5 separate regions of the Mus musculus genome follow, and regions 1, 3, 4 and 5 are each linked to region 2. Evidence: chromatin contacts called from public HiChIP or PLAC-seq and promoter capture Hi-C data. All regions are on one chromosome and are shown on one strand. Each heading gives the region's core, a stretch centred on a gene start, on an enhancer-like site or on the middle of the called end of the contact. The rest is flanking DNA. Distances are from core to core; before and after follow the strand shown.

Region 1 (4,498 bases), core at 584-3,083, 370 kb after region 2:
CCGCCCCTGTCCCCAGCTCATCTTTGTGAAGTGTCTGTTGCTTTCAGACACAGCTCAAGGCACTGATATGTCAGTTCCCCTCTGAGGATTTGACCCCCAGTTCTTTCTTTAGGTTGCTGACAGTCATCTGGACAAACTGACACCTCCTGCCAGTCATCCTGGCAACAAGAACTGATAATCCCCAGTAGGGGTGTGAAAGGCACAAGTGTTTGATACATAGCTCCACAGTCCATCTCAGATCCATACCGGTCCCAGTTTTAGCAATAAATTTCCTCAGCTTCGAGCTTCTGTGATCAGAAATCTTGGAGGTTTTACAAAACTTGTTACAAATCTATCCTTTCTTTAAGGCCAAACAAAAATATCCAAGTACAAGGGACTGGCATTTTATTTTTCACTTTCTATAGGATGTATGTAGGGCTTTGCTGGAATCTGTTAAGCTCTCAGAGTTGTCACACACAGGCATACAGCACTCTCACCTCAGGATGCTGGGTTTTGAAGTTGACTCAGGTAGTATAAGAAGACCATGCCCTGGGCAACACTCTACTCTTAGGTTGGTGTACTTACTGTTTAAACCTGACTCTATGGATCAGGGCATTTAGGGTCCTTATGATCTCAGGACAAGGTCACAAGTATGCTAAAGACGTGTACTACTCGGCAGCACTTCAAACTAGACAGTGATTTCTAATCCCTGTGGCAGAAAGAGCAATTTAAAATTATTAAAAAAAAACTCCATCTCTAAGATTATCATAATAGCTATAGTCTTGTTAGGGTGACCTAAAACATTTCTCATTTCCCTATCATTGACAGAGTCACACTAAATGAGATTTTTTCACTAGGATTCCCAAGTGGCACCAGATAAGAAACAAAGAGCGTATGATAAGAACAAATGAAGTGCATTCAGAAAAACACACCAAAGTAAACTTCGAAATGGCTAATTTTATATTGTTGATTTTGAGTCAGTTTCACATATGTACTGAGTGACTAACAGAGCAAACTTTTAATTTTTATTCCTTAGACATGACTCTCATTTTCCTAGAGTCTTTATAACCCTGTCAGTAAACAGCTCTGCAGCTACATTTTTGATTCATTGCATAATTATATTTTCTAATCTTGTTTTAATCTGGGGAAAGCATATGACATAATAGGGTTGAAATCTAATTAAAAGACTCATGGCAATTCACTTATTAAATGTTATTATAAAATGAGGACTAACTTTTCTCTTTTATTGTTTTAAGGAAATAAAAGTACCTTTGCAGAGAAATGAAAAAGTGCACTTGCTAACGAGGAAATGCTTTAATACTTATTTCTACTCCTCTGTTAATGTTCCAAGCACATGTCCTTGACTGTATGTGGTCACTGTCTACATTGTATCTTATAGACTTCACACACACACACACACACACACACACACACACACACACACCCCTTATTGTGTACTAACTGAGAACTTTATCCCTATTAACCACTTCCTTTCTGTGGTGCTTTTAAATTTGTATCATATTCTATTTTCAAGTCTGCATCCTTTTCACAGCTCAGTAGGTTAAATGTGTCTCACAAACTTCTTTCCTTTGCTGCTTTTCCTTTGCTTTGCTTTCTTTCCTTTGCCAAAAAAAAAAAAAAAAAAAAAAATTGTTTTCTACATCTTTACTGATCTTCACAATGAACATTTTAACTCCGGGTCTCTTAAAGGCATGTGTGAGTGGATGAAACTCTACTGTATACATAGAGCCAAGCCAAAACTTGCCATTTGAAAGATAAAGCCAGAAGAGAATAAAGGCCATGTGTCAATACAGAGGACAAGACTGACTGCAGCTATTCTCCCCTTGCTCGGTGTTTATACTTGTTTCCATGGAAACTGCACGTGGATTCCTGAGGATTGAATTTGACCCTGGGGATGTACACAAGGAACTTTAGAACATTTGCTCCATTAGCGTGGGGCTCATCATCCACTTAGGCTTGTCTTTCTGGACTCCTGACTGCAAATAGCACACAGTGTATGAGACTACCATGCTGTTCATGTTGGGGAGGAGGGGACGTTTGGGGGAGGGGTGTGTGAGTGAAGGATTATGGGAAGCTTCCATTCCTCATTGAGGCTGTAGCCTGTTTGGCTTCCTAATCCGTACTTCCTTGCTTTGCAGACATAAGAACCCTCTGCTTATTCTGTTCATATTTTCTGCTTAAGAGACATTGCCAAAAACAAAAACAGCTTGCCCATCGGTGTCTTCTTTTCCCTCCTATGTGCATCCTACCTTTCTTTTCTTTCAGCGAGTAGCTGACTTAGAGATTTCTGGTTGCGTGGGAATCTGTTGCAAGCACCTTTCCATACTGAGCCATCTCACCACACCGAAGTTGATAGTTTTGTTTTACTTGGCTCAGACGGAGAGAAGTAATGGCAATTATAAGTCGTCATTTTAGAATGTGAGAGGCCTAGAGGAAGGCAAGTCTCGTGGGGGAGTGGGGAGCAGAAAGAAGCATTTTAGTAAGGGAGAAAGTACGCAGAAAAGCAGCAGTGAGCGCTTTGAACTGATGAGTTTTAAAGACCAAAAATTCATGGAAGAAGTGTGGGAATGAAGTTTTAAGTGTGTGTAGGTTGCCACTTCATGCTACCAACTTCAGAGTTTCCAGGGAGCTGCTGGTAGAATGGCGTTCCATGCGCCCATCATTTCAGGCAGTTCAGACATTTCATGGTTTATTAGCAAATTGACTGGTTACAAACCGGTTTTTCTAATTATTTAATACTTGGCCAACAGTTAGATGGGGTAGAGGTGTGCTGCGGCTCTTCATAGTGGGCTTCAATGTGGTCTGCCCCCCTTAACAGGAAACAGTGGGAGCTGGGTGTGTAGAACGTAGGCTCTCAGCCATCAGAAAAATACTGCTAGAAGCATGGATTTTACAGGATTCTTAAAACCTCTTCAACAGGATCATGTTTGGGTGGAGATTTCATACATGTGACTTCCCTTGCTTAAAGGTCTCTCTCCTAGAGTGTAGGATATTACCCTACTCAATCCTTGTCAGGACCAGAATGCTACTGGCAAAACTGTAAGTACTTTAGCCATATGCTTTTCAGAGGGTAGTTGCTGACCAAAATATAACTCCTAGTACACCCACTCCCCCCACCCCCGCATACATACACACACACTGAGAATACTTATCTAGTTATATTAAAAGACTTTCATTCTGTTGCAAAACCAAAGGACAAAATCTAATTGCTTTCTAGGGCTTTGTATTAAAGTACAGCGTAAAACAGGGGTGTGCAGTTCAGTGAGTTTTCACAAGCTGAAGACGGTGAATGAGCGCTCACACCAAGGCAGGCTGTAGCTCCCACAGGCCTCTGCCCTCTCCTTCCAATCACTTCCCTGCCCCACCCCCACAGAAGGTAAGGACCATACCCATGTTGACTTTTTTTAGTTTTCAAATATGCCATAGTTTTCTCGCCAGGTTTATTGGCCGATGTTTTGTGGGAGAGCAAAGGGGGGTGGCTAATCCCCTATAGCTGGCTTCTTTGCATTGTGGGATTTTCCTAGCTGTTAATTATTAACTTTTCCTTAAAATAAAACTTGCATTGTGTGGGGAGAAAAGCCTCGTGAGCGCAGTGCACGTGATATAAATCACTTTTATGTCTGTGAAACAGCTGAGTTTACATTTTTATTACATTGTTTGAAAAAGTATCTTTTCATCTGGAAAGAATCAGTTTAAAATGTGATTGTCAACACACACACACACACACACACACACACACACACACATGAGTTTTCTGTTTAAAATGGCTGCCAGTTGAGCTAAGGACTATTATTAGATTTTTGTTTGTAGATACTAGTAACTAAAATGAGTTTTCACTGAGACTTTCCAAAGAATGTCTTTCTTCTAAGAGCAGATAAGGTGTTTTGGGTTTTTGTTTGTTTGTTTGTTTGTTTTTTGTTTTGTTTTGTTTTGTTTTAGATAGAGAAAGTACATAACTGATGGGTGGGCTTATTACCATACAGAGCTCTGTGCTTTCCTGAGAAAGGTGATGTAGCTGTATGAAGCCAAACTTAAAGCAATGTCTGTTTATATAAAGTGCTGTCTAAATTGAATAATTTACTTTGAAAGGGATGTGTATTTTGTTCTAATTAGCAAGTAGTGCTAATTTTCCTCTAAAACGTTTTCATTTAATTCTGAAAGAAAACATACTATAGTTCTTTTATATTAGCCATTCTTTTATACGTATAATGAAAGTCTGTAGCTCTTTGGTATGCCCACTAATTATATGAGATTTACCTTGAATGATAAGATAGAAAACTAAGTTTAAACTTTACTGGTAAATGACGATGGCATGTTCACTGGCACCTTGGAAAATGCTGAGGAGACCGAGCGCACATCCTCTTTGTGCACAACAATGCCACAGAGTGTGCGACTTTATTTTCATTCAACTCTGCCTGCTTTGCAAGTTTAGTTTTTGAAACACAAGACATCTTAAACAGATGTACATCTTAAACCAGACTTTGAAGCTATGATTCCT
Region 2 (4,678 bases), core at 1,704-4,203:
GAGATCATGACCATACAGCGTCCCTTTAAATAGTGACTTGAAGGTATTAGATGTTCTGAGAATATCCAGGAGAGATAAAAGTTTTGATTACAAAAGGGTAGGATCTCTTCCACTAGGTTTGACAGTCCATGATGAAGAGAAGCTTAGTGTTAGAAGTTGCTAATGCTAGGGAAGGGCTTAAAGGTAAGGTTTCTACAGATGAATACATGGTTTGGTTGAGTGGGCACCTTAGGATATCCTACTTGTAACATTTTCATTCTGTATTTGGGGCCTGTGAGATGGTTCAGTGATAAAGGGAACTGTTGCAGCCTTCTGGTCCGAATTTTCTGAACTGGATTGCTGGGACTAACAAGTGGGAGGAGAGAACCCACTTCCTCAAGTTGTGTTCTGACCTGCATTTGCTGTGGCTTGCATGCATCCACACATGAGTACACTCAACAAATAAGTACAAAAAGATTTTGTGGTTCTTTTTTCTTTTTTTTTCTTTTTAGAAAACAAAGGTCTATATTTTACATACAAATAAAATTAATTTGGGAAAGGTCATTACTTTAGTTTTCTGTATGACAGAATGCACTTGGCCTGGGTTTACCATTTGAATCTGCAGTCCCACTGTTCTCAAAATGAAAAACTCCCATAAATGATTGCTCCTTTTATCATCTTGAAAAACTTAATTCCTGCTTTTCACAATGAAATGCTTTTGTAAGCTCTAAAATTTTGGGACTATGTCTAAAATGTGAGAGATCCTCAATTGTTGAAGAAATGGTTTATATTGTATTTAAGATCCTATATTTTGGGCTGGCGAGATGGCTCAGGGGGTAAGAGCACTGACTGTTCTTCCGAAGGTCCTGAGTTCAAATCCCAGCAACAAGGTGGTGGCTCACAACCACCCATAATGAGATCTGATGCCCTCTTCTGGTACTTATTTATAATATTTTATTTTATTTATAATAATTTATTTATAATAATAAATAAATCTTTGGGCCTGAGCAGGGCTGACCAGATAGAAGCAGAGGTACTAATCAATTCCCTAAAACCACATGAAGGCTCACAACCATCTGTACAGTTATAATGTACTCATATACATAAAATAAATAAATCTTTAAAAAAGATCCTATATTTAATTAGTAAAATATAGTTCTCAAAACCTTTTATTTGCTTAGTGATAGAGGAGCAGGAGAGAGGGCTTTTTTGTTTTTTTGTAACCAACTTCATTTTTGCCATTAGTTTTATTTTTATTTTTAATGATTTGATTTTGAGATTTTAATATGAGTACACGTTTCCCTTTCACTCCCTCCACATTCTCGCTTGGACTCTTTCTTGCTGTCTTTAAATCCATATTTTTTCATTAATTGCTGCCCCATGCATATGTTTATGTACATAATATACATTTCTAAATATAACCTGCTCAGTATGTATAATATGACTTGTATGTATGTTTTCAAGCCTGTCCATTTGGTATTGATGAATATTTTCAATCTGGAAAATTTTATTTTATTTTTTTGTTTTTTTCAAGACAGGGATTCTCTGTGTAGCCCTGGCTGTCCTGGAACTCACTCTGTAGACCAGGCTGGCCTCGAACTCAGAAATCCGCCTGCCTCTGCTTCCCAAGTGCTGGGATTAAAGGCGTGTGTCACCATGCCCAGTGGAAAATTTAAAAAAACAAACCATTTTTGTGTATCTGATCACATAAGCAACACATTTACCCAATTCCTCATGGTATGTAACTTTCCTAGTCAGGTGGTACAGGCACATAACTGTGTGTACATGTGGTGTGTGTGTCTGTACATATGGTATGTGTGTGTGTGTCTACATGTGGAGTGTGTATCCATGTGGTATATGCATACATGTGGTGTGTGTATGTGTGTGTCTATGTGGGGTGTGTGTGTCCATGTGGGAGATGTGTGTGTGTTCATGTGTGTGTCCATGTGGGGTGTGTGTCTGTACATGTGGTATGTATGCATGTGTATATGTGGTGTGTGTGTGTGCATGTGTGTATACATGTGGTGGTATGTGTGTGTGTGTGTGTATGTATGTCAGCAGATACATGCAACAGGAGTGTTTGGTAGCTAGAGGTTACTGTTGGGGATCTTCAGTTGTTCTCCATTTTACCTTTGGAGACAAGACCTATAACTGAACTGAACTGTTTGGCTAGACCTCACCAACCAGACAGCTCCAGGGATGTGCCTATCTTTGCATTCTCAGCGCTAGGATTACAGACCCAGACTAATACTGTCTTACATGTGCAGGGAAACTGGATTTTGGTCCTTAGGCTTGCATGGCAAGCACTTTACTGACTGAGCCATCTCCCCAGCTCACTACCACCGACATTTAATAGCTCAAAGAATGAAAATAAGATATAAGTATTCATTTCGTATATTTGATTTGACATTGTATTATTTTAAATTGCACATACCCATGTTTTTGACAGAGAACAACGGCAGTTTATATGGCCCAGAATATATGCATTAAACACTACGTTTTAGAAATAACAGCAGCGGGGTTTCCACAGTACTTTCTCTTATCATCTCCGGCCTGTCAGGGGTGTGGTGAGCGTTCTAAATATCTGACTCCTGTGTTTCTCTTATACTGCAGTTTGCACCTTGTGGTTCACTAACAGGCACTAACTGGTACTTTTGTTTTGTCAGTGATTCTAAAGAGCTAGTGTGAGTTAATTCCACATTTTGTAGAAAGAAATAAGCAGGTTATTGGTGCTCCTCTTTCATGTCTACCTACTGTTCCTAACAGAGAACTGCTTAAAACAGGTTTCTAGGCCCTAAGCCCAAAGAACTCGGCTTTCTGACAAGTCTGTCATATTGTGCGCAGCGTGGTGACCCTGTGAACTGGGCACAGGACACTTGAATAACAAGTCCTTTATGGTTTTCAGTAAGTAAAACTCAGTTTATTATGCATGAAATAAAAGTCCAAAACCACTTCCCCCGCACAGTTACTGCACTTTGTAAGTCAGATCTGCTCTGATCTAGTTGCTGTGGCCTTCAATTTCTGGTTGACTAACTTGGAGGAATTTCCTCACTATCCCTTCTTTTGAATAGTACCGTATTTTAGCCTGCCTGGAGGGCAAGGGTCACCCGCGGCTACATCACAGTCGCAGCTAGCTAAGGCAGCCCTTAGATAAGCAGCCAGCTAAACAAACTCCGCAGTAGGTCTCGATAGGCAAATTCATAAGCCCCTATCTTGAAGCTCGAGCCTGACCCACCGAGCTAGGTCAAGTCTACCCAGCCCCCAGTTGTCAGTGTTCCCCCTCCGGTGCCCCGGTGGAAAGGGCAGCCTTAGGCAGCGCTGGGCAAGTTCGGACCCCCTCCGCCAACCTCGCGGCGACTCGGTGCCCGAACCGCCGCCTTTAGCTGGATCGCAGCCACACCGGGAAGAGTTCAGCCCCAGGACCGACGGGGCCCGGTCTCCATCGGCGGCGGCCTTCAGAGGAGCTCGCTCGGGCAACTTGGTCACCCGGTCCCCTGGTCGCGAAGATGTCGGCCTCCAACGTCAGCTTACTGCACGAGACCTCCAGGCAGGTCGCGGCCGGAGGGTCTGCAGGTAAGGCTGTCCGCTCGCTCCCCGCGCGCCCGCCGCTCCTCCGCCGCACCACCCGACAACTGTCCCCCAGGCTCGCCTTCCAACCGAAGTTTTGTGTGCGAGTGCGTCCTCCTAAATCTTCTACTCTGACTCCTCTGCGAAGAGCCGAGCAGCCGGCGGCGGCTCTTTTGGGTGCAGTCCCCACTAGCTGCTCTGCTCTAGGGTCCCCGGGGGTTCTCTGTTCCTAGAATGGAGCATGAAAGGATTCGCCAGTCCCTGAAACTTACTGTGACTTTGAGAAAGCTTCCCCCTCCCGTCCTTTTCTTCGCTTTGACAGCTATTTTACACAAAAAAGGATTCAGTTCCAGTTCGGTCTTACTTAAGTTTCTTAGCAAGTTTCTTCCAAGGCCCAAGCTAAAGAGGATCTTAGCATAGCTCTCTTCGCAGGGATTCTTTTTACTGCGCTTCTTGGGGATCTATGCACGCCATAAATATATTAAAATTAAACGCTCGTGCTAACAAATGTAAACACCTTTGATGTAATGGACTCACATTAATCTGTGGAGAGCTATGATGTGGGAGAGACTTTACAAAAAGATCTGTTAAAGCCAGCTTGGTAATAATTACTGTGCAACTTGGAAGAAGTTGCTCGCCATTAAATTATGCGTATGCCTAATTTTTAATATTTTTAATATTAGGCTGTAACAGTTCATAAGTTTTGTTATTTTAATAAATTATTATAACAATGAAATAGTATTAAAGTTGACTAAAAGATACTCAATATATACTTAGTAACATTTACTTTCAAGAAAATATGAACTTTTAAATAATGGAGTGCTTCAAACTCTGAGTAGTTTTATGTCATGAACTAGCTGCATCTCTGGGGTATCAAAAGCATCCAGATATGTCACATAATTTGCGTACTTTAACAAGATACAGTTATGAAAATGAAATATATATATATATATATATATATATATATATATATATATATATATATGCTTGACCATAGGGAAAGCAAAGTTGCTTAACATCCCAGGCTGTGCCCAGTGACTTACAGGTATCTCTGTTGGTTTGTATAATCACAACATGTATAGTCACAGTTATACTCAAAGACTGTTAAAAAATAAATCAGACTCTAATCCTG
Region 3 (4,538 bases), core at 1,098-3,597, 290 kb after region 2:
TGATCCCTCTGACTCACTCAATCCTATCTCTCACTCTTCCACAAGATTCCCCAAGCTCTGCCTGATGTTTGGCTATGTGTCTCTGGATCTGTTTCCATCCTTTGTTGGATGGAGCCTCTCAGGAGACAGTTATGCTAGGCTCCTATCTGCAAGAATAGCAGAGAATCATTAATAGTATCAGGGGTTGGCTCTCTCACATGGGATGGGTCTCAACTGGGGCAATCATTGGTTGGCTGTTTCCTCAATCTCTGCTCCATCTTTATCTCTGCTCATCTTGTAGACAGGACAAATTTTGGCTTGAAGGTTTTGTGGGTTGGTTGATGTCCTCCTCCATCCACTGGAGGTCCATCCTGGCCATGGGAGGGGAGGTGGCCATTTCAGTCTCCATATCCTTAGCTGGTAGAAATCTCAACTAGGTTTGACTCCATAGTTTCCTGGGAGACTCCTTATCCCAGGTCTACAGCTAATACTGGAGATGCCACACCCCCCCAGCTGATTTTCATTCTCACTCCCAGCCCTCTCCTGCCGCCCTCATCTGATCCCCACCCCTGTCATCCTCCTCACCCCCTCTTTTACCCAGTTCCCTCTCTCCATTCACCTCTGATGAGTATTTTATTTCCCCTTCTGAGTGAGAATCTCATTTCTTCCCTTGGAACCCTCCTTATTACCCAGTTTCTTTGCATCTATGTATTATAGCATGGGTATACACCCAAAAGACACTTAACTATCCTACAAGAATACTTCCTCAACTATGTCATAGCAACTTATAAGTGGACATCAGCCATTAAAGAACCCGTTCCTTCCACAGTAGTCATAATTTACCAATAATGTCTTGAGTGGGGGTTAGCCTTCCTGAGCCCTTCACCCATCCACATTAGGATTTTGGCTGACTTGATTTTGTGTATTTCCTTCGCACACAGTCACTTCTCCTCTTCATGCATGTATGCATCATTCCCGTCCAGCCAATAGGACATCACTGAGGCATCTCCTACATGGGCCTTACGATATTCTCACATCCTCTTCTATGATGTGGAAAAGCTTTTTCTGAAAAAACAAACAGAATTACTACAGAAGTATCAAGCAGGAAACAGCCCAATCTGAAGCAAGCAATGTATCATATATGGAAGTTATGCTTTCTACTCTTCATATTGAGGCAGAGCGTAACCTGTGCTTTGGAACGGGTAATCTAGGAACATGTTTTGGGATTTTGCTGATATCTGGTCCTAAAATGTTTCTGTTTCCTTAATATATATTGAACACCTAAGTAAATTATTTGACTTTATTTTTAGTACTGAAATAGGGAAACGATTAAGTTAAATAAGAAAAAAAAATGACCCTGAAATTTGTCCTCAGGTTGCAGAATTGGCAAAAAGCTGGTGCTTTCTATTTTGATTTCCCAGTGTATAGGAAAGCTGTCCCGTCCAGATGCTTGCCAAGTTCCGAGAGAGCACACTGGGGTGTTTGCTGTGCAGCACAGGAAGATAGCCTGGGTCTTGTGTGCGGGTGTTCCAGGTTTCAAGCTGTAGCAGGGGAATGGGAGAAGAGAAGGAAACATTCCCAAATTAAACATTACTCGCAGGAAATGAGCCAGAACACCTGTGAGAGGTCAGGGTTCAGAAAATACCAAACTCAGAGTTCAATATTTTGATCTCACAGCACAAAAGAAAATGGTTAGAGCGAGCAAAGGGAATCTGGAGTCTAACCAGGGGGACCTGAGAATGAAGGCTCTGTCATTCTGAAGGCCTTTTCTCCCAGGACTCTATGAGGCTTCAAAATGTATTTTCAGGACTGACATGGAAAATTTCGGTGGTCCCTTTGCTTAAATATCAAGTTGAGAAGTTATTTATCTCTTTCCTTCAACTCCCAGAAGATCACTTGTGCATTCTTTGCCAGGTTCTTACAAGGCTCTTAGGCTGGGAAGGCAGCTGTCCAGCAGTTTGTCCAGCCGTTAGTGACGAGGAGACAGTGCAGCCCTGAAACACTAGGAATTGACTTCTAGGGAGAGAAGAGATTTTGCTAAATGCTTTTTCATGGGACCTCCTAGGGAAATGGAGGGTGTTTTTCCATCTCATTTCCCAGCTCCTAACTTCTCTGAAATGGGCTTGATTTTTTGCCAGGTGTCAAATTATAACCTCCCTTGTCAACCACAAATGACTAACGATTAACCTATGACTACAGCAAAGTTTGAAACTCACATTTACATTGTAACTTTCTGGCTACATTGTGTTTTCATAAATTGTGAAAAAAATTCTCTCTCAAGCCAATACAAACAAAGACTTAGAGTCTTAGTTGCAATGCTCCCTCACAGTTTCTGACCCTGTAGGTCTCCAGGAGAAACAAGACTGAGCTGCTGCGGACCCACCTTCAGGCCTGCTGCTGGCCAGCCCAGAGAATGACGCTAGTGCCCCTCTCCCGGGGAGAGTTAAGTGATGTCAGAGGCACCGGGCAGAGCAGCATTTGACCCTTAAACTGCTATACAAGCAGCTGTTTTCCTCCTTCCACCATTCCCTGGGAATCCCAACAGTTGAAAGAAATCTCTGGTATTCTGCGCCTTTTCCCCCCTCAGATAAAGTCAACGGAAAACATTAATTGAACGATGCTCACTGGTCATTTGCTGAGAGGGTGATAATTCTCACAAAGCCTCTTCATTGTTTTCTTTTCTATCCATTTTATGGAAAAGGAGCAGGGTCTCGGCAAGTTCCCTCCATATTTACGCCTGGCCCCGCTGTGTGCGCGTTGAGAGCTCATAAAAACAAGCCTGCCTGCCAACCAGCAGTTGGTAATGGGAGCCGGAGCCTCTCTCTGCAAGGTCACCTGTTTAAATAGACTCCCATGGTGCTGCCTAAAAGGCCTTTCCATCCCAGAGCTACTGGCTTGCTCCCTGCCTGTGCTTTAGGAAGCAGCTCCAGCATGGTCCTGTCCCCACTTAGCAGCTTGTCCTGCTGTTCAGCTCCCTCACATTTGATGAAAAGCGCTGGAGACCAAAACCAAGCAGTCCCAGACCCCAGGCCTAAGTTGGAGCTTATAGACGACATTATGAAGAATTTCCTCATAAATAAAAGCAAGCGTTTACATTCAATTAGGCTCTGGGTTATATTCTGCAGTCATCACACAGTGACAAATATGCAAAGATTCCCAAGGAAATGGAATGGCTATAAAAAGGCATCCTGTAAAAAGATGCCAAGCATCCACTTGGCTAGACAGCTTTTGAATCCTAGAAAGTAGGAATTAGAGGCCTTCATGCCCTTCAGGTTCCATATCTCCACTGTTGGGCATTTCAGCTAAGGTCACTCGCACTGACCCCTGGGAGCCTCCCCTATCCCAGGTCTCTAGGACTTCCTAGAGATTCCCCCTACCCCTCATCCCTGACCCTTGGTAGCTACAGATTCATGATATTCTTGTTTTTAAGAGCTGAATAGTATTCCATTGTCTAAGTGAACCACATGCTCTGTTTCTATTCTTTAGCTCAGGGACATCTGGGTTGCTTCCAGTTTCTGGTTATTAAGAATAAAACTGCTATGAACATAGTGGAGCATATGTAGTAGCCAGATAGGACCCCTCAGTGGAGGGATAGGGACACCAACCCACCTACAAAACTGTTCACTCAAAATTTGTCCTGTCTAAAATAAATTCAGGGACAAAGATGGAGCAGAGACTGAAGGAATGGCCAACCAGTGACTGGCCCAACTTGAGACACATCCCATGAGCAAGCACTAATCCCTGACACTATTAGTGATGTTATGCTGTCCTCTGACAGACTCTACCAGCAGCTGGCTGAGACAGATGCAGATACCCAAAGCCAAATATTGGCTGAAGGTCAGAGACCCCTATGGGAGAGTTAGGGCAAGGATCGAAGGCCCTGAAGGAGATAGCAGCCTCCCAGGAAGGCTAACAGTGTTAACTAATCTGGACCACTGGGAGCTCCCGGAGACTAAGCTACCAACCAAAGAGCATACATGGGCTGATCAGAGGCCCCTGGCACATATATAACAGACAACTGCCTTGTCTGGGCTCAGTAGGAGAGGATGTGCCTAATCCTGCAGAAACTTGATGCACCATAGTGGAGGGATACCCACCGGGGGTGGGGGGAAGGACACCCTCTCAGAGACAAAGGAGAGGGGAAGAGGAAGGAGGAATTCTCTGAGGGGGCATTGAGAAGGAGGAGGGACAGCATTTGGGATATAAATTAATTATTATAATAATAGAAAGAAGAAGACAGTGTACTGCTAGTGAGCTTCCTTGGCAGACATGGTAGTCAAGCTGCCCCAGACTACATGAAGAGACAGCAAGACAAACTCCTGCAGTAGTTGTGACACTGCTTGGTCCTTTCCATCTCTTTCCACATCTTCTGCATGGGGTAAGCGTTTAGTTCTATATCTTCCATGTCCCTCTATCCCATAAGCAAACCTTGTTATTTCTAGAAAAATCCTCTTGTTCAATAGAAGTGTCTTGTTACCGCCACCAGAACAGCTATGTCCCAGAGTATGGGCTACAGAGACTTCCACACATCACTCACCCATGTGCCTGGCTCACTGCCC
Region 4 (4,291 bases), core at 1,000-3,499, 480 kb after region 2:
ATAGGATGTTTTATGTTTAAAGAAAACATGGTTCATGAAGCTGCCAAGACGGCCGGGGTGGGGGGAGCACTTGCCCCTAACCCTGTCTCCCTGAGTTCCTTACCTAGAACCTACAGCAGAAGAACTAACTCCTGAAAACTGTTTTCTGACCCCCGCATACTTGCCATGGCATGAGTGAACACACATGTATAGACAAGCAAATATATAATATTTGTTTAAGAAAGAAAGCATGGTTCACTCTAGCACTCTGCGTTCTGCCAGTCTTACATAGCATTCAGAACACTGGGCATGCACCATCGCTTCTCGGAAAATGATCAAGGGCATGAATGATGTAGCCGTTAAGGACCCCCCACCCCCACCCGGTGCACTGTGCTCTAAGGGGTTTAATGACTCATCCTTGCTCAGACAACTTGAGCAGGTGCTAACTTTGCCCCCTCAGGAGCTCAGGTGCTTCTGTATAGCAATGCAGGGCAGCATCAAGGCATTCTTCTCTCCTTGTAAAAGGCAAAGACTAGGGATGGAGAATTATTTAAACACAGCTCAGCCGTTCGAGGTCCCAGCATTGTTTCTCCTGCAGAAACACCCTGTTGATTTTTAAATCCCTTTAAAACCCCTGGCACCTGTATGGCCCACATCCAAGCAGTATTACCTAATCCCTTGCTCTTGGTTTTTATATTTAACCTCACAGGCACTTCAGTGATTGTGACCCCTGGTTTAGCTGAGAATTTAGGGCCCTACAGAAATATTTCTTCTCCCATGGAAGCTAGAATCATATAGTGCTCAAACCTCGCTATAAGTAAGAACGTCTCCATTCCCATCCCTCTCCCCCGCCATTTTCTTATCCAAGAATGGATATTCACAAACATACGCACTTTACTTCTGCTAGATTAGAAAGAAAAAGAAAAGACGTAAGCGCAGGACCTGTGGCTCCAGGGTGACAATGACTCTGAAATATGGATTACAAGAGTCAGAGGAAGGTGGCATGGGGCGGCTGTCAGGGTCAGCCACTCATAGTATCTGATACAGCGTCCTTTCAGGGCAAAAACTAAGGCTGCAAACATAATGAGAACTTCCCAGCAAATTCATTATAACAAAGAGTAATGCAAGTTCTCTGGCCACAAAAATAGACCCAAGGAAAGTGACTCCCATGTAAGATCTAATTAAATCCTTTGATGTCAGAAAGCAGGGCAAGGAGGATTGGAAAGTCAAGTCCCACCAACTCACATGGAAAAAAAATAGTTTCCTTCTCCTCTTCCTTCTCTTTCTCTTTCTCCTCCTCCTCCTCCTCCTCTTTCTCCTCCTCCTCCTCCTTCCTCTCTCTCTCTCTCTCTCTCTCTCTCTCTCTCTCTCTCTCTCTCTCTCTTCCATTCCTTCCTGACCCCTTTTCTCCTTTTCAATACTTCCATGAAGGAAGAGTAAGATTCAGGAACAATGGGTTGTAAATTCTTGAGCCAATTAGCCCAGTGACTTACTACTGTTTCTAATGCACAGAATGTCACAGGCTGTTTTGCAGCCGCCCCAAGTCGGTTTGTTAATAACAGGAAGCTAGCACTTCTCAGTACAGTGGATCAAGCTACACGTGAAAATAAATGCAAAAAATCTGGAGGGGAATAGCAGCAGACCAGGAGTAGCCTTGATTTAATTTAACATTCGGGGTCCGCACACATGAGCGTTTTAGTAGGCTTCATGGTGGAAGTTGCTGTCATTTGTAAAATATTCTGGCCAATTAGCTAATAGTGTGCTTGGATTTCTCCTGTTTTGATACAGTAATACTAAGTACATTGTGAAGCCCAATTATACAAATCATCCCCATATGCCGTACCAGTCTTTCTTTATGAACTGTGTTTATAAATCCTGTGTGAGGAAATGTGTACTTCAGCAATTTAGACCATGTGTAAAAACATAGCCAATGGGATTGTCAAGAAAACAAGTTCCAGCCTAGGAAATCCTAATGTGCTCGGCTGGAATAACAGGAGGGTGCCGGGCGAGCGATGGGGCGGGAGGGCGATGGGGCTATGGGGCGATGGGGCGGGCGGGCGATGCTCTCTCTGCTCACATACTTCTCACTTTACAGTGTTTAACCAATTTAAGAGCTTCCACTTCCCCTTCTGTTGTTTTATCCTTTTCTTTTAGGATCCAACCTTGGAGTTTTTGAGAAAATTTGGGATTGGTTTTGTCTCAGGGACAATGGGCTCAGTGTTTAACATCCCCTTTGATGTTGCAAAGAGTCGGATCCAAGGGCCCCAGCCAGTTCCTGGAGAGATCAAGTACCGAAGCTGCTTCAAAACAATGGAGATGATCTACCGGGAAGAAGGGTAACAGATCCTTGCTTTAATAAGTATGCAAGGGTCAAGGATTGTTAAACCACTCTCTCACACTTGTCTGTTTTGATGAGAGCCAGTAAGCCTTCAGAGGCTGGCCTTATGTCTAAGGAAGTCTGTGGAACAAATGACAAGCTTTGCAAGGCCACACAATAATGAGACATTGGCAGTGTCCTCCCACCAGCCTGATCGTGCAGAGAGGCACGATTATATAATATGCTGAGTATTTGCCTGAGAATGCTCAAATAAACTCTTTAGCATGTTTAGCATGATGTTATTGTATATGTCCTTTTGGCATGCAGGCAGAATACTTGTCTTCCGACTAAAAATCTAATCAAAGTATTGTCTTAATTATGTCCTCCTAAGAGAATTAAATATGAGCATTCTAAAATCTGGATTCTTAAACTTTTAAGTCTTTGCCCTTTTCTGATCTTTTTTCCTAAGTTTTAGTTTCTGTCTCTTCTCTCCCTCCCTTTTCCACCAATATTCTCCAGTAAACAAGTGATACTTTATTATTTTGATCTAAACTGCATCATATTTCCTAATGTGAAGACTTGGCTTGTGGTCTTTTAAATTCAATTACAAAAGTCATTTTGCCCATATACACAGCTGTCTTGAAAGCAAGAACCATCTCACTGATGAAAGTCAAGTTTCTGATTGGACAAGACCAACACAGCCTGTAATAAAGAGTGATTAACTCTGTCCTTCATTCAATTTGGCACAGCAAATACCGAGCCAGATACTGTTAGGTTGGGGGTGGGGGTCATTTCAAGCGGCTTCTTGGCAAATGGAGAGATACTACCTATTTCCAGAATAAGAAATGCTTTCTCTTTTCTGTTACAGGATTTTAGCCTTATACAAAGGCCTGGTCCCTAAGGTGATGAGACTTGGACCAGGTAACAATGACCTCACTACTTATGTCCTTCCTCCTTTACTGTACTAGTGTCTCTACTGTTCCCTGTGTAGATCTGAAATACCACAGGAGTTTACCATACAGGGAGGGGATGAAACGTTGAGGATATAAAGTCACCTGTTCAAGATACTGCAAGCATCCATCAGAAACACTCCATCTTTGTTCATAAATGCCATCTATGGCTTTGCTGTAAGCCAATGAGAGCTAATGCCAAGCTTAAGTCAATAGGAAAAGGTCCACACATACCGGGGTAAACTCTAAAGTATACACAATAGTTTCTGGCTAAGTGGAGGATTTCACAGAGAAACGAGTTGATAAAACTCTCCCTTGGGCGCCAGCCTCGCTTCTGCCTCCCCTTCATTTCCAACAGATAAAAGGAAGAGAAATTACTTCCCTGAGCATCAACGGGTCCCTGAGCTTCATTCCCAGTCACTTCTGTGGAGTGAAGCTGTTCAAGGCCACTCACTTATCCCAGCCTCCCTCAGTTTGGTAATGGAAAATCCTGGCTTGGGGACCTATCTGAGGACAGGAGACACAGGGAGAAAAAAGAAAGAAAAAAAAAAAAAGCCTGTCACCCTCCACAGGGAAAGGCAGCTGCCTCTATGTAAATAGATAAGAAAATAGCGGCTGGAGACTCAACTGCCTGGGCAAATAGATCTGGATTACAAGCCACCCTATGATTAAGTATGAACATATGTTCTAGACCACACACACGTTTTTTTGTTTTTTTTTTAAAACCAGATCATGTGCCCGTCCGTAGACATCCTGGTAATCTTCTCTGGGACACTCTCTTCTCTCTTTGCCATTCCTCAGTTTTAACACTGATGTACCCCCGGGGCTCACACATAGATGTCTATACTCACATCTAAACCTGGAAAACTAGCCTGTGTTCCCACCGTAGCTAAGGGAGTATAGGAAATGAAGCTGGAGAACAGTTCACACTTTTGTGTATTCAAAAATCACCCCACGCATCTCCATCTATTACCCCAGCCTCTGAGAGCCTTTAAATATGTGAGATCTAAGCCTGCCTCCACTTAATCATCAGCCCACGTGTCAA
Region 5 (4,435 bases), core at 1,093-3,592, 350 kb before region 2:
GATTTTGACGATGCTTTTGAGAAACTTCAATGTGGTCTCACGCTATGAATGGCCCCCTTCGCCTTTTAAGTAGACTTGAAAGGGGGGCAAAGTAGATTTGGAAACCGGGCTGAAAGGACGTGTGATATTTTAATTAACTCCTTCCACATGACAGGGCCCCCCAAAAGTCATCAACTTGTTATACACTATATATATATATATATTGCTAAGTTGTTACTACCCACAGGAACCGTCCAAGTCATGCTAGCTGCTGCTGTAGAAAAGCCAAGAGGACATCAGACAATCAACCATGCAGGAACAAGGAAGCTTCTCGGCCCTGCTGGAAGTCCCCAGGACCAGACTGAGGAAGCCACGCATCCCCGCGTTTTACAAATGAAACGGAGATCCTGCTGTCGGTGGGAACTTTGCAAAAAGAATTAGTTTCTGACATATATCCACAGGTACATTTACACAGCCGATGGGAGTGACTTCTAGTCACAGGGGCAAATTGCAGTTGGGGAGAGTTGTCTGCTCTGTTGTGTTCCAGGCGGATTTAATTTCACTCTCATTCCTTTGCTTATAATGTGATGTCTACACACACACACACACACACACACACACACACACACACACACACACACACTTTTTGTTCAAAAAGGAATTGTAATCCAATGCTTTTATCTTTTTTTTTATTTCCTTAACTACACATCTTCACCTTCTCTGCTCTCCTACTGATCTAAGAGATTTATTTGGTTCAAGGATTTAACCTGATTCTCTTGCCAGATTTCAGGGAAGAAAGATTTAAAAGAACAAAGCACGGAGTGTGTGTGTGTTGGGGGGGGGGTAATCTATTTGGAAGACAAGTGAAAACACATTCCTTCACATGAGATTAATTACCTTAAAAAAAAAGCTTTGCAAACCAAGAATATTTTAGTCTCTTGGTGACTTTAAAGTTAACTTGATTGTTTCTAATGGAAATCTAGTATACCTACAGACTGGAGCAACACACAGGAAGGGCCGCACAGTCACACTTACTTCGAAATGCACGAGGTAGTATACATTTTCACGAACACTTGCAGTCAATGGGGGGGGGGGTAAGCACCTTCTCCAAACCTATCACACACTCTGTCTAGCCTAATCTCTTTGGTTAGTCTCTTTCCGCTGGATACGAGGGCAAGCCACTAACTATGAAGAACTGGAAGAAAGCGAGAGACTTTGAGTGGGGGAGAATTTTCCCCATCTACCCAGGACCTTTTGAGAGTCTGATAGCCTAGCCCTGCTCTTCCAGCTCAGAGACGACCAGGCACCTCTGTGGGCTGACTCCAGCTTCAGGCTGGCACCTCATTTAGCGTGGCAGATGCGTTCCAGCACCCAGGCCCATACACTCCCAGTTTATGCCGGTGTTTAGGAAGATGTCCCCTCCCCCTGACCTTTCTCTATCAGAAACCAGACGGTCGCCTCTAGCTTGGTCCCAGAGGCTGTAGAAGGGGGGGAGGAGGAGGAGGAGGAGCCCGGCAGAGAGGCAGGCTTGACTAGGATCCGCCTGCCTTATCACACAAACATCTGCGCGCAGTTTCTTCCTCTTTCTGATCGCTGCAGTTGACAAGGGGAGTGGAGTGGACTGAGGCGGAAAAAAAAAGTTATGTCATAAAAATATAAAACGGTGCTGTGACTCACCTGCTCTTAGCCGCAGGTACGAGTTTCGTGGCAGCGCCTCCGTTCTGCTCGCCAGGAGCCCAGGTCGGCCTAACGTCACTTTGCTCGGCTGACTCAGATGACTGGGTTTCTAGTGACGAGGCAAAAGTGGGGCTTTTCCCCTCTCCAAGCCCCGAAGGCCGGGAAGTAGGGGTAGTCTTCCAGGGTTGAACTTTGGGTCAAGAATCAGGATGAGGGGAGCAAAGGAGCCAAGTGGACCAAGAGCGGAGTCGTAGTAAGGTCCAGGGGGTGGTGAGCACCTCTAGGAGGGAACTCGGGGTCATTCAGCGAGCACGATCCTTGCGCTGTAGCTCTGATGCCACCACCCAGGTCCTTCTCCCGCAGCACAGCTCTTTGGGTCCAGAGCCCTGGCCTGTCCTCCAAGGCACCGCCTATTTTTCCTTTTCTTCTTTTTTTTCCTTTTCTTTTCTTTCTCTTTTTTTCCTTTTCCAAAGGGGGTCACACACACACCCGCCCTATTTTCCTCTTTCCCTAGCCGCGAGGCTTAAACCAATTATACTGCTTTGTAAACAAAGTGAGGGCCAGGTTTGGGGGAGGGGATGGCGGGAGGGGCGCGGGGGGCGCGCGGCGCTGGCGCGGCGGGGCGGGAGGCGCGGCGGCTGGACTGGCGGGCGGCCGCCTCACAGGTGCACCTCGGGCTTTGTAGGTGCGAGCGTCTTTGTGCGGCGGACAAATGGGGAGAGGACGAGGAGGTGGGCACTCCGGCGACGTAAGATCCACATCAGCTCAACTGCACTCGCTTCGCACAGGCCGCCCGCTCACTTCCCGCGGAGGCGCTGCCGGGCGCCGCGCTCCGCGGCCGCCTCCTGTCCCCGGCGCTGCCCCCTCCCGCCGCGCCGCGCCGCCGCCGCCGCGCACGCCGCGCCCCGCAGCGCCGGGCTTCCTCCTCGCCCGGGTGGCGCTGGGCCCTCGAGCGCTCCGGTGACCGCAGCGGCTCCGCGCCCCTCCCCCGCCCCGAGCAGCGCACCCGCCCGTCGCTCCGCACAGGGTTGGATGGTTGTGTCGGCCGGGCTGGCTCCAGGATGTTAGGGACTGTGAAGATGGAAGGGCATGAGAGCAACGACTGGAACAGCTACTACGCGGACACGCAGGAGGTGAGAGGCGGGGAGGCGGTGGGGCGTCCCCAGAGTCGGTGTCCGGGGAGACTCAGGCGAGGTGGGCTCCTGCCCGGACTGGGGCGGGCGGGGTGGGGGCGGCTCGCCCGAGGCGCGGCTTCCAGTGTGGCCCCCACCCGACCTCTCGATCAGCCCGCTGCCCGCTGGGTCCTGGCGCTTGCAACCAGCGGAGAGTTTTGGGAAACTCTGGGCTTTGAAAACACGGGCTCCGGAAGGGAAGCACTTGTCTTTGCCCGCTAGAGAGCCGGGGCTGGAGCCCAGCCCCGGGAGCCGCGGGCGGGCAGGCGGGCTCTGGCTTGAGTAAAGAATAACTGAGAGAGTCGGTGCTCGCTTACCGGGAGGCCTCTCGGTCACACCATGTAATTAGCCGACGTCTTTGGATAAAAATGATCTGTTGCAGAAGTTGGAGTTTTTCGTAAAGAATGATTTCTAAATTTTATAAAACTTAATTCTTCAAAAGCCATTTGTAGAAAAGTGTCTATTCGTTCGTCTCTAGGACCGCTGGGTGGCGCTAGTGCGAACAGAATCTTTTTCCAGAACTCGGGGCCAAGAACCTGTTTCTCTTCATTGTCCCCTTGGTGGCATGTTCACTGGGTTTATTTTACATTGTGCACAAAAGCATTGCGAGGAGAATCAGGTACAGGCAGGGCCACTACCTATTGAAAGTATTTTCTAGAAACAGCTGCCGATTACCTTCAAAAGTGTAATTACCGTTATCGAAAGCGCTTACCGAGAAAGCCTCGTGCGATCTTGGAGAGAGGACTAGAAATAAATCCCAAAGTACTTTAAGATCTGTACAGAAAAGTACAGAGTCCGAAAAGACCTTCGCGGCGATTTATTTATTCGTTTCTGTGTTTCTTTGGGAACCATCTCTTTTTTGAGTCTTCTTTTTGAAATCTATTCATCTCTTATAGTTTCACATGGAGTTACATTTGCTGATGAACATAAATTTAAGGACGTCAATATTTTCTGTTAGATTACCAAATAAGCAGTTATACGTCAGGACTCTTGTTTTTTAGCCACCTAGTTATTATCTCGACTGCTACGGATGGAGATTTCGCTTACCGATAACTTTTAGTAGGCGCTCAGACCACTTTCAGGAGTTTAATTTTGATGCAATCACCTCGGCCCACCAGAGAAGACCCCCATAGAAAGAGCTTTCTTACATCTCAAAGCTGAGAATTAGGAAGCAGAATAGCATTAAGAGAAAGCAAGTAGAGTTTCACTTGGGAATTTTAAGTTGGTCCGAACTATAGCTCTAAAGCCTAGGCTTTGGTGTGAGCAGCAGCAACTATCGGTTACAGGGTGTGTGTGTGTGTGTGTGTGTGTGTGTGTGTGTGTGTGTGTGTGTGTGTGTGAATTGTGTTACCAAAGTTTTCAATTGCCAGAGGACTACAAACAGGTAACAGAATTAACGCGAGGTTTTGTATAGCGTGAAGAGCTATACATGCAAAGTCACGCTAAAGTTAATTGTATGCACCGCGTTGTTCTGGTGTGCAGCTTTTTTTTTTTTTTCATTTTATTTTTTTTCCCAGAACTTTATTTAACTGATAAGTTTGCTTCTTTTTTAAAATACTATCATTGTTACAAGTAGGTGGAAAACATTTCTAAATATAATAACAGAA

Evidence for each region. Promoter capture Hi-C pulls out the DNA fragments that hold promoters and counts their contacts. HiChIP or PLAC-seq counts read pairs in DNA pulled down with a chosen protein or histone mark.
Region 1: a contact with region 2 is called in an H3K4me3 HiChIP or PLAC-seq map of stem cell-derived neural progenitor cells, with 27 read pairs. The contact joins the enhancer-like site here to the promoter of Slc25a21 in region 2. A contact is called at or near these places in 6 of 39 promoter capture datasets (the 3T3-L1 cell line, embryonic stem cells, frontonasal cranial neural crest and 2 more) and 3 of 115 datasets of contacts at active chromatin or transcription factors (embryonic stem cells, pancreatic cancer cells and stem cell-derived neural progenitor cells).
Region 3: a FOXA1 HiChIP or PLAC-seq map of pancreatic cancer cells shows a contact between it and region 2. The contact joins the enhancer-like site here to the promoter of Slc25a21 in region 2. A contact is called at or near these places in 3 of 39 promoter capture datasets (liver, maxillary cranial neural crest and stem cell-derived epiblast-like cells), 2 of 484 Hi-C or Micro-C datasets (liver and uterus) and 2 of 115 datasets of contacts at active chromatin or transcription factors (pancreatic cancer cells and stem cell-derived neural progenitor cells).
Region 4: an H3K4me3 HiChIP or PLAC-seq map of craniofacial prominence shows a contact between it and region 2, with 5 times the contacts expected there. The contact joins the enhancer-like site here to the promoter of Slc25a21 in region 2. A contact is called at or near these places in 9 of 39 promoter capture datasets (the 3T3-L1 cell line, 3T3-L1-derived adipocytes, cranial neural crest and 5 more), 4 of 484 Hi-C or Micro-C datasets (embryonic stem cells and pre-hematopoietic stem cells) and 5 of 115 datasets of contacts at active chromatin or transcription factors (craniofacial prominence, embryonic basal ganglia, embryonic stem cells and 2 more).
Region 5: a promoter capture Hi-C map of embryonic stem cells shows a contact between it and region 2. The contact joins the promoter of Foxa1 here to the promoter of Slc25a21 in region 2. A contact is called at or near these places in 12 of 39 promoter capture datasets (cranial neural crest, embryonic stem cells, frontonasal cranial neural crest and 6 more), 17 of 484 Hi-C or Micro-C datasets (the G1E-ER4 cell line, LSK cells, cerebral cortex and 6 more), 8 of 115 datasets of contacts at active chromatin or transcription factors (astrocytes, embryonic midbrain, embryonic stem cells and 2 more) and 3 of 9 other capture datasets (embryonic stem cells, liver and pancreatic islet).

The regions. Positions count from the first base shown.
Region 1 is chr12:56,827,041-56,831,538 of GRCm38.p6, reverse strand. All of the region lies in intron 3 of Slc25a21 (solute carrier family 25 (mitochondrial oxodicarboxylate carrier), member 21), which reads left to right. Among named protein-coding and RNA genes, the nearest start is that of Gm30001, 69 kb to the left of the region's middle. Within about 2 kb of position 1,833, at least 53 of the 459 cell types and tissues checked have an H3K27ac peak or open chromatin away from gene starts, as enhancers often do. A contact at or near this core is called in pancreatic cancer cells and stem cell-derived neural progenitor cells, where this site is marked.
Region 2 is chr12:57,195,747-57,200,424 of GRCm38.p6, reverse strand. Slc25a21 (solute carrier family 25 (mitochondrial oxodicarboxylate carrier), member 21) reads left to right here and starts at 2,953. Exons shown (of 10, transcript NM_172577.3): 1 at 2,953-3,552. The coding sequence starts at 3,486.
Region 3 is chr12:56,903,695-56,908,232 of GRCm38.p6, reverse strand. All of the region lies in intron 2 of Slc25a21 (solute carrier family 25 (mitochondrial oxodicarboxylate carrier), member 21), which reads left to right. Gm30001 (a long non-coding RNA gene) reads right to left here. Exons shown (of 4, transcript XR_003950118.1): 3 at 823-1,520; 4 at 252-350. Among named protein-coding and RNA genes, the nearest start is that of Gm30001, 8.2 kb to the right of the region's middle. Within about 2 kb of position 2,347, at least 15 of the 459 cell types and tissues checked have an H3K27ac peak or open chromatin away from gene starts, as enhancers often do. A contact at or near this core is called in pancreatic cancer cells, where this site is marked.
Region 4 is chr12:56,716,164-56,720,454 of GRCm38.p6, reverse strand. Slc25a21 (solute carrier family 25 (mitochondrial oxodicarboxylate carrier), member 21) reads left to right here. Exons shown (of 10, transcript NM_172577.3): 8 at 2,134-2,315; 9 at 3,165-3,217. Among named protein-coding and RNA genes, the nearest start is that of Gm46352, 12 kb to the right of the region's middle. RefSeq lists an enhancer at 698-3,193. Within about 2 kb of position 2,249, at least 13 of the 459 cell types and tissues checked have an H3K27ac peak or open chromatin away from gene starts, as enhancers often do. A contact at or near this core is called in craniofacial prominence and second pharyngeal arch cranial neural crest, where this site is marked.
Region 5 is chr12:57,544,018-57,548,452 of GRCm38.p6, reverse strand. Foxa1 (forkhead box A1) reads left to right here and starts at 2,342. Exons shown (of 2, transcript NM_008259.4): 1 at 2,342-2,789. The coding sequence starts at 2,718. It also overlaps a transcript of Ttc6 not described here.